Linked DNA regions of Mus musculus: regions 1 and 3 are each linked to region 2. The links are chromatin contacts, called in public HiChIP or PLAC-seq maps. All regions are on one chromosome and are shown on one strand. The core of a region is the stretch at or near the end of the contact, and the rest is flanking DNA. Distances in the headings are between cores, read along the strand shown.

Region 1 (4,413 bases), core at 1,057-3,556, 380 kb after region 2:
TGCCATGCTGCATCTTTATAGCACCATTTGGTCCTCAATATAGAAGTCATCATGGCCACGCATAAACACGGGTACAGCTCAGTAGCGGACCGCTCGCTAGACACGTGCAAAGCCATGCTTCAATCCTAACACTCCTCCCCTTACAATTCAAATATAAAATCTCCCAGGAAAACAACTGTTGTGATTATTGTTGTTCCTCTGGCACCAAATTCTTTAGCTTTGGTTGCAGGAGTGAAGAACCTACCCACAGAGCTCCCTCCCTCCCTCCTTTCTTTCTTCTTTTTTTTTTTCCGTCTTTCTTTTTTTTTTGTTTTGTTTTGTTTTGTTGTTATTGTTTTTCTGTGTAGCCCTGGCTGTTCTGGAATTTATTCTATAGACCAGGCTGGCCTCTAACTCACAGACATCCACCTGCCTCTGCCTCCTAAGCACCATACCACAGCCCAGCTCCTCTCTTTCTATTGTCCTAGAGTTGAACCACTAAGCAAGCACCTTCTAGGAGACCCAACCCCCTTAACCTCTACCTTGATCCAAACTCTGCTTTAAACCCAAGGGCAATTCCTGCCTCAGTCCTTCACCCTGACTATAATTATACTTTTAAAAGGAAAAAAATCAGCTCAGGGGATCCCCAGAGAGGTCCACTGAGCACTCTACTTGTTGTGAAGCAACGGACAGTTGTTTTCTCCAGGTGGATATCTCCGTGGATCTGTCCAGTTTGCCTCTCTGCTCACGGCTCCGTCCTCTACCACCTTTGCACTTACAGGCTGGATGTGTTGGTACCCTCTCAGGCAGACCCTGGCAAGCAACACACCCCATGGGGAGTAACAGTTGAGCCTTGGCGCTCAGCCAGGAGCCATGCTGAGGATTCCTGACAGTGTCACTCCTCGGCACGCCATCTATACAGCGGCTCTCTTGCTCCCAGGCTTTTGGCAAGGCAGAAGAAAGGAAGGGAGATTTAAAAAAAAAAGAAAAGAAAAGAAAAGAAAGGAAAGGAAAGGAAAGGAAAAGAAAAGAAAAGAAAAGAAAAGAAAAGAAAAGAAAAGAAAAGAAAAGAAAGGAAAGGAAAGGAAGGGAGAAACAGGCCTTGGAAAGACTAAGGAAAGAGAACAGAGGGACTGAGTACTCTTGGGGGTGCCTATTTCTCAGTGAAAGAAATATCCCCCCAAACAGTGATCCAAACCTCTTCTTGGTGGGCCCCTTTGGGACTTGGTCCCCCCAAAGCCTGGAGGTTTAGCTCTATTCCCTCAACAGGCCTGGCAGAGTGACTGGCATCAGTGCCCAAGACAGTCTGAAGGATGCCAACAGAAGCACAGAGGAGCCACTGTGTTTGGACTCTGGCAGGAAGCCTTCCCAGGGCCACCTCATCTCTGCCTTCTGATCCCTATGAGCAGTGAAGACATAGCTCAGTTCTGAAAACCACGTGCTTCAGAACAAGGCCTCAGGCCTAGGGCTACAACCCCGCTAGCCAGGATGGTAGGTCCCCCCACCTGCTCCCCCCCCCTCCCTGAGGCCCAGATTCTCAGAAGCTTTACCGCCTAGAGGCAGAGCAGCTCAGCTCTAACTGGGCCTCAGGCCTTCCTGAAGTGCTGGACCCGTACCTCCTACATTTGTAACTTCTCTCCCAGCAAGGTACAGAGTCTGCCCTCTCAGCTCCTGACACCCCCCAATGCTTCCCTCTACATCGGAGCTCTATGCCTGGAGGAGATGAGCATTCCAGGAGCACTCCCACCACTCTGCCTCTTTCCTGCCTACACCTACTGGCCCTGCCTAACCACTGCACCAGTCCTGCAGCTGACTGGATCTCTCCCCTTACCATCCTGCCTGCCCTCTGCCTCTCTGACCCTGCCCTGCCTCCTGGGATCTCACAGTCACCAGGAGGGTTCAACTCACTTGAAGCTGGCAGCCTACAGGGTAGAATTGCCTGTCCCCACCCATCTCAAGGAGTGGCTGGGAGGTGCCCGGCAAGGCGGCAAGGCAAGCGTGCTTTGGAGCACCCCAAGGGGCCCTTGTTTTCTAGGCACCCTGCAGTGGTCTGTGACAGACGCAGAGATGGGGGAATCTTTTGCCAGCCAGTGTTGGCATACCACACCACCTTCAAATCTGTCTCTGTCCTCTAGGGCAGAAGACCCTCCAAGAAGAGGCCCTGCAAGACAAAGACCCGAGGCCCCCCAGCCTGGCCTCCCAGACCTACACAGGCCGCATTAAAATCAACACTCCGTGAACACACAAAACTGACAGGGCAGAGGGGGTGCACACATTGGATACAAAGATCAGGCTCTCAAGAGACGCGGCCTGTTGGTCTCCCATGTTAGCTCCAAGTGACTAAGCGCAGGGTGGGAAATAGCTGCAGTGCCAAGGGCTCCCACCTGGGCTCTGAGTGCAGTGAACAGCTTCTACCTGGGAAAAATGCAGGCACTGTGTGCAGACCATTAATGGATGTGCTGTGCACACCGCTCCCTGGATCCCTCACTCTATCCCTCAGCGATTGCACAGGCCTGGAACACAGTGCACATGCCACCTGGTACTTCCCGCAGGCCCCTAGCACTGTGAGCGGTGGGAAGGGGCCTGACAAACACCCTGGCTTCATTGTGCCCCAGAAAGAAGGGACTAATTACTTGCCTAGACTCTGGAGTGCCCAGGGAGAGAACAGAAGCCAGTGGGGTGGAGAGGGTGGGAAATTGGGGGTTGGGGGGAAAAAAGAGAGAGAAAGCCACAGGATATATTTCAAAGTTTCTCTAGCAATTTGGAGGCGGGGCAAGAAAGCCCTGTTCTGACGTGAAATCATACAGAGGTCAGGACTGGGTCTCCCACCCTTGTGAGAAAGTGGTGAATCAGGACGGTTTATCAAACGATCATTTTTTTTCCTTTGAAACTGGGAGGCAGTAGCTTGGACAATTCTGCAGATGTGCTTGATGAGTTAGGGACAAAAATGGCCCTTCTTTGCCCCCCTCCCCTCCCTCTCTAAGGGCTCCCATCGGGGTTGCTTCTCCCTCCACTGCCTCCCGGGCCCTCCCCTCCCTTCTTCAGTGGTCAGCTGAGACCCCCACCCACGGCTTGCTTTTGTACTCTTGGCCTTTGGACACACTGACAGGGGCCTTTATGAGACCCCAATCAAGACCCCCATGTCACAGGTACCTAGTAGAGACACCAGACCTTTTCAAACAAGGGACAACAAGGAAAATCGGCTGGTCCATTGTCTCTTCTCTGTGCTAAGTGAGATGAAAGGGGCCCGCCACCCCCTCCCCATAGCCCGCCTGCCAATCACCTCTAGTTATTAAGGTCACAATGTGTAAATTCTTTTGACCTGCACCTAATCAAAGATGCACCGGCCCTTTCAAATCCGAATGGGGAGGAGGGGAGAGATTCCCTCCCATAAACCCAGCAAACTCCCTCAATAAAATTTCTCTCTGATTCCCTCTTGCCTCCCATCTCCACCCCCTCACTTCTCTTCATTCCGCCCTCCTCAGCACCAGCTTCAAACACAAGTGACAAGCCCTGTGGAATTACTACCCAAGGGGATCCAAAGAGGACTAGAAAGTTCTTATTCAATTCTCTTTAAAGAAAAGGTTTCCTAAGAGACACAGTTGGCCAGTAAGCCCAGGACCTAGGCAGCCCTGTGGCTCCCATGCCAAATCTTTCCGAATGCCAATATGGTCCCTGGCTCTTCCTTGGGTCCGAAACCAGCCTCTCTTTCTCGAATTGGATGCCAGAATAACGTGGAGTCTGAGCCTCACCCATCCCTCATGCCACTGACAAGCGCCAGCTCAGATCTCACTCTTTAGACTGACGGGGAAATCTCATCAACCCAGAATGTACACTGCATTAATAAACAGCACTGTCTGAGCTACTGAGAAACCGACTCTGACTCTAAAAGTGAAGTTGCCCTCTGGCCTGCATTTCAGACCAAAGCATGCTTATCTCAAGACCCCTTGTCTGGGGATGCTTTGACCCAACCAACACTGTGTCAGAGAGGAAACAGCAAAACAACAACAACAACAAAGTAAAAATCGTGTATCTTTGAGCGACAGTTCCAGAGTGGTTACTGCTGTTCATCTCATGACATGAGAATGCCTGCAGTGGGAATAGAAGCCAGAAGCTCAACCCTAGGAAGCGAAGTCTCAACAGAACACTTCAGCTGGCTGCCTCTCTGCAGATGTCCGAGCATCTGATGTTTGTTTCTGCTCTGCTATTTGTTCTTTTACTTGAAAGTCTCACCCAAGAGTTGCATCTCCATCCAGTGCGGTCCCAACCAGGAGCTCCAGCCGCCTGCCTCACCCGGGCTTCACAATCACCTTCTTCTGGACCTCTGACTGATGCTGCCTTGCGATGTATCTGCTGCTACTCTGCATCTATTTTTATTTACAACCACAGGGCAGACGGCAGAGACCGGAACCTGAACCAGAACCAGAACCAGTG
Region 2 (4,769 bases), core at 418-2,917:
GCTGCGTCGCCGCTCCTCCCCTGGCGCCGCCTTGCCGTCCTCCTTGGAAGTCATCTCGGCCTCGTTTGGGGGCCCGGCCGGGGCGGCTCGGGCCGGGGGGACCCAGCCCGCGGGCAGCTCGGACGCTGGACGGTGCGAGAGGAAGGCGAGAGGCGGGCAGGAGGCCGCGCCGGGCAGGGCGCGGATGGGCAAGCGGCCGATTAGCGCGGCGACCCGGGCGAGCGGAGTGGCGCGGGGCCCCGGGAGGAAAGCGCTGACGCGGGCGCCGCCACTGCCACCGCCGCCGCCGCCGCCACCGCCGGGGTTTCCAGCAAGCCCGGGCCGGAGCCGGGAAGCGCCGCGCCGGGCTCCAGTTTCGCCAGCCCCGGTGCTATTTAAAGGTGTCAGGTGGCTCCGCCGCGGCGGCTCCTGGCCCGGGGTCCTGGCGGCGGCAGTTGGAAGAACCGAGGCGAGGGCGCCGATCCCGGACTGCGAGGGGAGGCGGAGAGACGGGGCAATTGACTATTGCTAACAAGTTAGCCTTGATCGAGGAGTAATCAATTATCTGCAGCTGAACTTCTCTTTCTTCGCTCTCCCTTCTTTCTCCTCTCCCTTCTTTCTCTCTGTTCTCTCTCCTCCCTGTCCTCTCTCTCTCTCTCCCTCCCTCCCTCCCTCTCTTCACTCCACTCTGCTCCCCCCGTCCCTCTCCTTCTCTACCTCTCCCTCGCCCTCTCTTTCACTCTCTGTCTGTCCAATGCAGGCGGCTCTAAGTTGGGAAGCTCATTAATTAGCGGGCCGGGGTAGGAGGAGCCGGCTGGAATTAGCCTGCCTAATGCGCCTGTCAGTCCCGGCTCTACGCCGTGCTCGGCCCGAGATGTTTGTAAATTACATTAGAGGTGCCTTTATTGCTCCCGAACCTGGGGTGACTAAAAAGCCACCGCCCCCCACCCCCCACCCCAAACTGAGAGCAGTGCTCTGGGCACACCCGTCTCCCGCCGGCCTGGCCGAGATGGCAGCACCAGCCCGGAGATCTCAGGCTCTGCAAGCCGCAGTTGGGAAGCTTGAGAAGGGTACCAGGATCCCCAGCCGCGGAGTGACGCGGTCGCCGCGCGGGCCAGGTAAGAACTGGAGCCCAGGCGGGTCCTGCTGCTACCCAGTGTGGACTTTGATGATCCCAGATCAAGAAGCCAGCGTCCCTATTCTTACACACTCTTGTCTCTCCCCCCCACCCCCCAACCCCAGCCCTGGGCCGTGAGCCCGAGAAAAGGAGAAGCTGAAGGCTCCGGGGGCTGGCCCCTAGGAGGTCAGAGCGGGCTGCACAGCCTTGGGTGGGCGACACGGGACAGAGGTGGGGATCCTAAGGGCTGGGGGAGGGGAACAATTGGAGGGCTCAGCCTTCCCCACCCGAAGAGGCGGAGGGAGGAGTTGGCTGTTCTGCACGCCTCTCCCCTGATCTGAGCCTGAGGCGGGCGCCCTACCTCCTTCTGCAATCTTGCACACTCTTTCCTCCCGCCGTGGCTCTCGGGGCAAGCTAGGGCCACCACATGTCTGATGACGGACGTCTGACGGAAACTCGGCCGGGTGTCGGGGTTACCCGGGCGGGTTCCGGGCTTCCCCGCTGCTCTCTGCCCCGGCCAGGGCCGGGGCCCCGCTGCCCGCCCCGCCCAGCCGGGCACAGGGCTTGAGTGTACAGCACGGCCCGACTCCAGCTGTTCCGGATGCGGGGTGGGGGCCGGGAAGGGGCCGGGCCAGGGCTGGGGCTGTGCTCTCAGAAACTCGCAGCGAGGCCGGAGAATCTGGTTGTGGATCCCAGGGCCTGGAATCTCTGAATATTAGGCGAGCATTTTGTGTGCATCGTTATTTGAAAATGTTTGGTTTTCTTTTCTTTCTTTCTTTCTTTCTTTCTTTCTTTCTTTCTTTCTTTCTTTCTTTTTTTTTAACGTGTGTTTTGGCGTGTGGTACTCCGTGTGTCTTTTTTTTAACCGTTTATGGATCTCTGGGCATTTAGGCGGGTTTGAGTCTCAGCTATGCCTTTCTTTTCCCTTAAAACGCGACAGTGGGGCTGTGCTCTGGGGCCCTCTTCTCTCTTGCTACTCCATCTGGTTTATGTTGGGCCCGGATTTTCCACTTCTTCTCTTGGAAAAAGGAGGAAAGTAAGAGGGTGTAGGAACCAGACGGAAGAATACTTCTCCCTTCACTAGCTGCACACATCAGACTTGCTTTGTTTGTAAACTCCTGGATGGTCTGTGTACTCCAGAAGCACAACTTGGGTCAGAGAAAGGTTTCAAGAGCAGCTGGAGAATTTGTGGACCAGGGTAGGGAGTGGGACAGAAAGAATGGGATCCTCCCTATAGGCAGAGAGGGAGGGGGGGGGGGACTTAGCTGGGCTGGGGACTGGAACAGGCTTCTTCGGTGCAGGGGCCTGATATTTATTTAATCATTTGGATTCATGGCATTGTAGCCTTGAGGAGTAGAGAAAAGGATTTGTACCTGGAGTTCCCAGTGTGATGGGGGAACTGGCCTGCTTGGGAATGCTAGAAGCCATCTTTCTACTTCCTTCCCAGACTTCACCCTGCATCTTCGGGAGGTGGGGAGAAGGTAGGGGGTGCTCTGAGGCAGAAATGCTGATAGTAGAGGCTGGAGTTTCCTGAGTGCCACAGATCCATCCCAGGTCCTGATGCAGCAGCATCTCCTGCCTCCCACCTCCCAATCTCTCTGTCATCCCTGATGCCCTGGAAGCCCCAGGAGGTGCTAAGCCTTGTAACAGGAAGGTCTAGGGACTGGTGGAAGGAACAAGAGGGAGAAAGGGCCAGGGAAGCCTTGAAGGAGGGCACAGGGTACATCTGCTCTCTCCCTACTTCCTGCCTTCAGGATCCTGCCCTTCCCTGTTATAACACCAGGCCCTTGATGAAGACTACACCTTAAAGTTAAGCCCAGCGTTGTGGCTCACCTCCCAGTTTCTGAAGACAGGGAGAGTTGAGGATTTCTGAGAAACTGCCGAGAGGGGTGGAATGTGAACTGGGGAGCAGAAAGACCCATGCTCTCTGAGATCTTTGTTCATATCTTGTCAATTTCATTGACGTTCTACAGTCATTTGCTGTTTTACCTCCATGCACCTCCCCTTCCTGCCTTGCCCTATCCTGTGGTTTTGCTTCTTTGGCCTAATTGGTTAGCCCCTCAGCCAGGAGCTCAGCATGCAAGGAGCTGTGGTGCCACCTGGCATTTTGATGTTTCTGTTCATTTTGCCCAGATTAGTTGTCCAGGCCACCTTGAAACCTATTTACTTGCCCTGGCTGCCTCCTTTTCCTGAACCTGAAAGTCTACCCTATCTTCAACTTCCCAGCCCCCAAGAAAAAAAAAAGCTGTGTGGTACACCTGGGGTCTTCTAGAATCTTGGGAACCCAAATCCACTGGTCTTTAGTACCCCTCCTGAAGAGCAATGGTGTCTACTCTGAGTTGGTGATAACACTCCCCCTCCTCTTCCCCTTCTCTCCTGCCAGAGTTTGGGACCCTTGAGTACAAGAGCCTCATTCAGGGGACTCCAAGCAAACTGGATCTACCCACTCCTGGGAGACACCCAGTTCTTACCCATCAAAGATGTCAGATGAGTTCCCATACAGCAAATAAGGTCAAAATGATTGTACAAGGTGGAGGGGAATGGCCCTGGGCCAGACGGTGCTCTCAGAGGAGTTGAGAGATCACAAGAATCAAAAAGGAGAGCAAGCTTCTGAATCAGAGAGTTCAGTGGGAGGATTGGAAGAAACCCAGTCGCCAAAGTTCCGACTTCCTCTTCCTATCCACACGCCCTCCCGGGACTCCTCACACACCCCAGTCACCCGCCCAGGGACTTTTTAGCTGGACCCTGAAATCTCCTCCGCTGCCCCAGAGGGACACCCATTGCAGGGACACCCATTGCAGGGACACCCATTGCAGGGACACCCATTGCAGAGGCTGCTGTTCCTGTGTCCCTGAGCATTGAATTATTGTGGCTCGAGTCCAGCCTCACTCCATCTCCAATGGAAGGAATTATTCTGACAAAATAACTGTTGGTAGTCTAATTTAGGGGAAATCCCAAACAAAGAGGGGGGGAGAAATATTCCATAAATTGTTATGGACTTGTGTTCTAAGGGGAACCCTGCAGACCCAAATGAAACAAGTTGTTTCTTAGCAAAGGACAATAATTCACTTAACCCATCCCCCAGGCTCATCAGATTCACCCCAGGTTACTTGGGTAGCCCCAATCATTTCCACCACCTACTCTCAAGCCAGACTTCCTTCTCAAGAGGACAGTCTGGGTCTGGCACCACTCTATATAAGTAATGGCCACTAGTTCTGATGGCTTTTGTCCCGTAGGGATTGCTACCCAGTCCCTGAACTTCAGAGAGTCCTTCTGCCATAGTCCTATCAACCTGGCTGAGCTAGGATTAGTCATCTTGGGTTTTATATTCTGTCCTGGGCCATGTCTATAACAGGAACAATAGCCATGACTATAAATAAAATACCATAAACCCTTACTTTGCCTGGTTCCCAGATAAGCTTTATTCATTTGTTACTTTACAACTTGTTGAGGTAGTTATGACTAATATTTCTCATTTTACAATAAGAAAAATGGGGAGATAGCCAGGATCCTATCTAAAGACATGCGCTTGTTGGGGATTAATTGGGATTGGAACACTATTATTGTTCCCCAACTCAGGTCTGTGCTCTTATTCTCTGATCTCTGTGACTCTTAACCAGAGGTCTCTCCAGGCTCTGTGAACAGGTTTCAGGAGTTCTGAAGACTCCAACAC
Region 3 (4,250 bases), core at 719-3,218, 270 kb after region 2:
TGAGTGCTGCCTCTCTGAATCCTTGGCAGCTATTTCTTAAAGTCTTGTTTTTCTGAACTTAAAATAAATTACCCTTTAAAATTAAATTACCCTTTACAATTAGTTATTTGTATATTATGAATTACCACTTTTAAACAGAATTTTGCCTATATTCTTTGCTTAAATAGAATAGGTTTTGTCCTCTTGTAAAATACTGGATTTTGTGTAGCCATAGGCAAGCAGTTTTCTTTAATGCAATCTGAGTACACCTCTTGCTGTTGTCGTCCCAATCACTGAGACATGCTACTGTCTCAGGCTAGGCACTAAGGCCAGTGCTGATTGGATCAGGGTATTTTGCCAGATACTGGGCTGATCCCTAGTGTGTCTCTGATGGCCAGGCTGTGTTGTATTAAATCGTGTCCAATGCTTAGCAGCCACTTAAGTTTCTCAACCTACACCATCTATCTGTGTTTAGTAAACCAAACTACTTCAAAAATTGCCTGTAATCCATTAATGTAATGGTTTTGTTTGTAGTGTTAGGTGAAATTACTTCCAGGGACTTATTGCTGGGACATTGTAAAAGATCAGGAGCAATTTGATGACAGCCATTAAAAATGTAAGAATGCCTTTTGGAAACTTGTGATGTTGTAGAAAGTTTAAATATAAGAGATTCAGGAAATATCCCATCATTGTATTTTGTATGAAGAAGTGTTTGTTATCTTTAATTGGCTTATAGTCATATTCCTTTAATAAGAACTAGGTGATGGATGCCTCCATCTGCTTCTGCTTAAATATGAACATGTGATGCCAGCCACACAAGATCCATTTCAAGCTTGCTTTCCCCAGATCTGCTGGAAAATTTGACAGATAGCCATACAATTTTTATAATTAGAATAATGTTTAATAAGCATATTTGGATTGTTGCTAATGGCAGCCAAGTGTGCCTCCATATGATTCGGGGCAACATGCAAAGTAAAATGCATGCTGTCGGTCCTTTCCGTTCATGCCTGCAGACAGCAGACTGGAGGAATCCTTCCCCTTGTGAGCCTTGAGAAAGCCTCGGGGATGACTAGTTGTGACTGGCTGACCTGAGAACTTAGGACAGCAATGCCAGAAGTGTTATTAGAGTGGCCATCCTGTTTGACAGGCTCTTCTCCACCGAGGCTTTGGGGCCTATTGGGTGCTAAAGAGCTTTAATTGGGAAGTACGGTATCAGCCTGCCATATTTTTCCTTTGAAACGCTACCCTCATTTACTGGTAAGATTTTTTTATTCCATTTTAGGTCAGTTGTCACTTAGGTTTTATAGCAGTAAAATTTGTTTTGTTTTGTTTTTAGCACATGCAATCAGACTCCTTTGAACCCTAGTATCCCCATGTGTCTCTCCTCTCAGGGTGCTCCTGGGCCCTGTGCTCATCCCTCTCCTGAATGCCCACACGCCACGTCCCAGATCAGTCTGACTTGCTGCCTCTCTCTCCCTAGTACATTTAAAGGATATTTCTTTCGTTGAATAGCTTTGGAACAGCAGCAGTAATAGAACAGAATGAGAAATGGACCTAATATCAGGATTTCGGGGGGTCTGAATCACTGAGTTTGAGATGCCGTCTGTAGAACATCCCCTAGTGTTGAAATCCATATAGATAGATGTGAACTGTTTTCTGGACTCCTTTTTATTTTTAATGTCTTGGGGGGTTTGCTGGTTGTTAGCTTTAACTTCCTTATCTAACAGAAGATGGAAAATACTGTTCATTTCTGTAACCTTATGGAAAAATTATTGACACTCATTTTCCCCAAGTCTCTGTTTGAGCAAAGCTGGACCACGCTGGGGAGAGCGGTGTGCCTTTATCTCAGGCATGTGCTGCTCTTTTAAAGGGCTTTCTGTGAAGAATCGCTCAGCACCCGCTCTGTTCTTTTTCTGTGCTCCCTCCCCTCACTGAAGCACGGGGTCTGGACCACATCGCTGAGAACATTCTGTCATACTTGGACGCCAAGTCACTGTGTGCTGCTGAGCTCGTGTGCAAGGAATGGTACCGCGTGACGTCGGACGGCATGCTGTGGAAAAAGCTCATCGAGAGGATGGTCAGGACGGACTCTCTGTGGCGAGGCCTGGCAGAGCGCAGAGGCTGGTGAGCCTCCCTTTCTCTCCCTGTGGCAGCCCCGGGCCTGGCTCCTGGGCACGGCCAAGTGTCAGGAGCCAGCGAGGTCACTGCGCATCGTCTGTAGTCCTTGTGAAGTTTATAGCTAAAAATATAAGCAAATGTTGTCTGTGTACTCCGTAGCTTTTCTTCTGACCAGTCAATCATAAGATGACATGTTTTACAAAAGAAAAAAGAAAAGTGACCACCCTCCTAATTAAAGAATTCTGCTCTCTGGGCAGAAGTTAGAATTTTGCAGAAAGCCTGAGAGACAATTTTTAAGGAAGAAAAGATAGCTTCCAATCAGGTAGAAAGAACCCACTCCTGCTTCCTCCTCTTCTTCTGGGGAAGATGGAGTCACTATTCTTCACCAGAGTTCCTCTATGTAGTCCCCACCTCCAGTGTCTCATCATCATTGTAATCAAAATTTAATTTTTATGCCCAAGTAGAATTAAGCTATAGCTACCAGAAAGAATGAAAAATGAAATTTAGGATAAACCATTTGTTTCTTCTTAAAACTTGTGTCTTTAGATTTGCTTGTTTAATTATGAATTCCCTAAGGCCTGTGTAGTCAGTGGCCTGAAAGACTTCCCCAGTAGTGTTCCCTGGGCATAATGGCACTATTTCATTAAAACTTCTTGAAGATATTTTTCTTTTTAGAATTTTGCCTCAGAGTGTGTCTCTAGAATGTCACTATAAGAAAGTCAGGTATGAATAATTCATTAAATAAGTTATTAAGTATATTTGATAAAAAATGATAATAGACATGTCTATGCCCAGTGATTGCCTTCAAAATTAACCTTTTTTTTTTCTGTTCTTTTCTGGTCTGGTGTCATATGCAACCTCAAATAGTTAAGATTACTAAAGGGAAGCTAGGTATGGTAGTACATGGCCTGCTTTTCCAAGAAGTAGAAAGGAGGCTAGTACATATGTGACCCACTCTCCCTCTGCAGCATGACCCTGTCTCAAAACAAGTGTAAAAATAGCTAAGGGCTGCAGGTGCCCTCATTGTGTGTGTGTGTGTGTGTGTGTGTGTGTGTGTGTGTGTATGTATGTATACACAAACACACCACACACACACCACACACACACACATATGGCTGGCTTTGGGTCCAGTCCTCAGCACTATAAGCAAAAAACCAAACTTTGACTTAGTTGGGTGACGTGGTAATCCACACCTGTGATCCCAGCAGGTAGGGAAATTGAGGCAGGAAAGAAAGACAGATGCATATGAATCAACTTTCCTTCACATTTTTATAAAATTACACTTGGCTCTCTCACTTTGATGTCGTTGAAATTCGTGGGTTCATTAAAGTGTTGGCCTGAGTGTCCTGGTAAGCACTTGAGAGATGTCTCAAGCTCTTAAAACCTTTACTCTGCAGCCCAGCTTCAGGATTCACACACTAGCCACGTCCTTGCTATGACTGCAAACCGGGGCTGACTGTCATTTCTTTCTCTTTTTTTCCCTTTCAGATTTTTTTTTAACTTCTTTCTATGTGGGAAAATAGAAACTGCCTTTGCTTACTGACTTCATACTCTGATAGTTATCATGTGTGGCATTCAGAGACCATTATTTGCTGAATCCAAGACCAGCTTTCAAAGTGGAGCACACAGTTGTTTACTTGGGGAAATTTCAGGGTGTCTGGGAAGATTCTCTAACTCTTAGGAAAGCAAAGAAATTCTCCTCCAGATAATTCAGGCTTTAAGTCTCAATTTGAAAAACTCAATTCTTGGCTACAAAGATTTCATGCCCTGTTAAGAAACTTTGTTTCCGTTCGTCCTGTGAATGATAATAAGTTTCAGCATAAGCATTAACCTGCCAGGAAGGCAGGAGACAGAAGTGCCCTGCTGATGTGTGCAGGGCCCCTGTAAGTGCAGTGAAAAGGCAGACTCTTGTTTAGGGTTGGTCCTAAACAGCGGGCTCTTTTAGGTTGGATATTAAGACAGTAACAAAGAACTATCATTGAAAAGATAGTTTTTTGGACTCTTTTTAAAAAAATAATTTTTGTGGTGCCTGGAATAAAGCTGAGGGCTTTGTACATTACATGTTAGGCAATTTTTCTGTTCCTAAGTTACCTCCTAGTGCACTTTTTAGCCTTTTGAAAGAGCTGAGGTGTATCCTTGCCTCTCCACAGCCT

Evidence for each region. HiChIP or PLAC-seq counts read pairs in DNA pulled down with a chosen protein or histone mark.
Region 1: an H3K4me3 HiChIP or PLAC-seq map of neural tube shows a contact between it and region 2, with 5 times the contacts expected there. The contact joins the enhancer-like site here to the promoter of Lbx1 in region 2. A contact is called at or near these places in 2 of 39 promoter capture datasets (embryonic stem cells and hippocampal neurons), 2 of 15 datasets of contacts at CTCF or cohesin (embryonic stem cells and large pre-B cells), 3 of 484 Hi-C or Micro-C datasets (all in the G1E-ER4 cell line), 9 of 115 datasets of contacts at active chromatin or transcription factors (DN3 thymocytes, craniofacial prominence, embryonic basal ganglia and 6 more) and 1 of 9 other capture datasets (embryonic stem cells).
Region 3: a contact with region 2 is called in an H3K4me3 HiChIP or PLAC-seq map of forebrain, with 4 times the contacts expected there. The contact joins the enhancer-like site here to the promoter of Lbx1 in region 2. A contact is called at or near these places in 5 of 39 promoter capture datasets (3T3-L1-derived adipocytes, the HPC-7 cell line, embryonic stem cells and 1 more), 3 of 15 datasets of contacts at CTCF or cohesin (the NIH/3T3 cell line and embryonic stem cells), 1 of 484 Hi-C or Micro-C datasets (bone marrow-derived macrophages), 13 of 115 datasets of contacts at active chromatin or transcription factors (bone marrow-derived macrophages, craniofacial prominence, embryonic basal ganglia and 10 more) and 1 of 9 other capture datasets (embryonic stem cells).

What each region holds. Positions count from the first base shown.
Region 1 is chr19:45,613,750-45,618,162 of GRCm38.p6, forward strand. The region is part of intron 5 of Fbxw4 (F-box and WD-40 domain protein 4); the gene reads right to left. Among named protein-coding and RNA genes, the nearest start is that of Fbxw4, 44 kb to the right of the region's middle. Within about 2 kb of position 2,307, at least 53 of the 459 cell types and tissues checked have an H3K27ac peak or open chromatin away from gene starts, as enhancers often do. A contact at or near this core is called in the G1E-ER4 cell line, where this site is marked.
Region 2 is chr19:45,235,174-45,239,942 of GRCm38.p6, forward strand. It overlaps Lbx1 (ladybird homeobox 1), which reads right to left and starts at 1,668. Exons shown (of 3, transcript NM_010691.6): 1 at 1,458-1,668; 2 at 1-468. The coding sequence starts at 54.
Region 3 is chr19:45,505,768-45,510,017 of GRCm38.p6, forward strand. Btrc (beta-transducin repeat containing protein) reads left to right here. Exons shown (of 15, transcript NM_001037758.2): 6 at 1,917-2,103. Among named protein-coding and RNA genes, the nearest start is that of Gm19639, 36 kb to the right of the region's middle. Within about 2 kb of position 1,969, at least 22 of the 459 cell types and tissues checked have an H3K27ac peak or open chromatin away from gene starts, as enhancers often do. A contact at or near this core is called in forebrain, where this site is marked.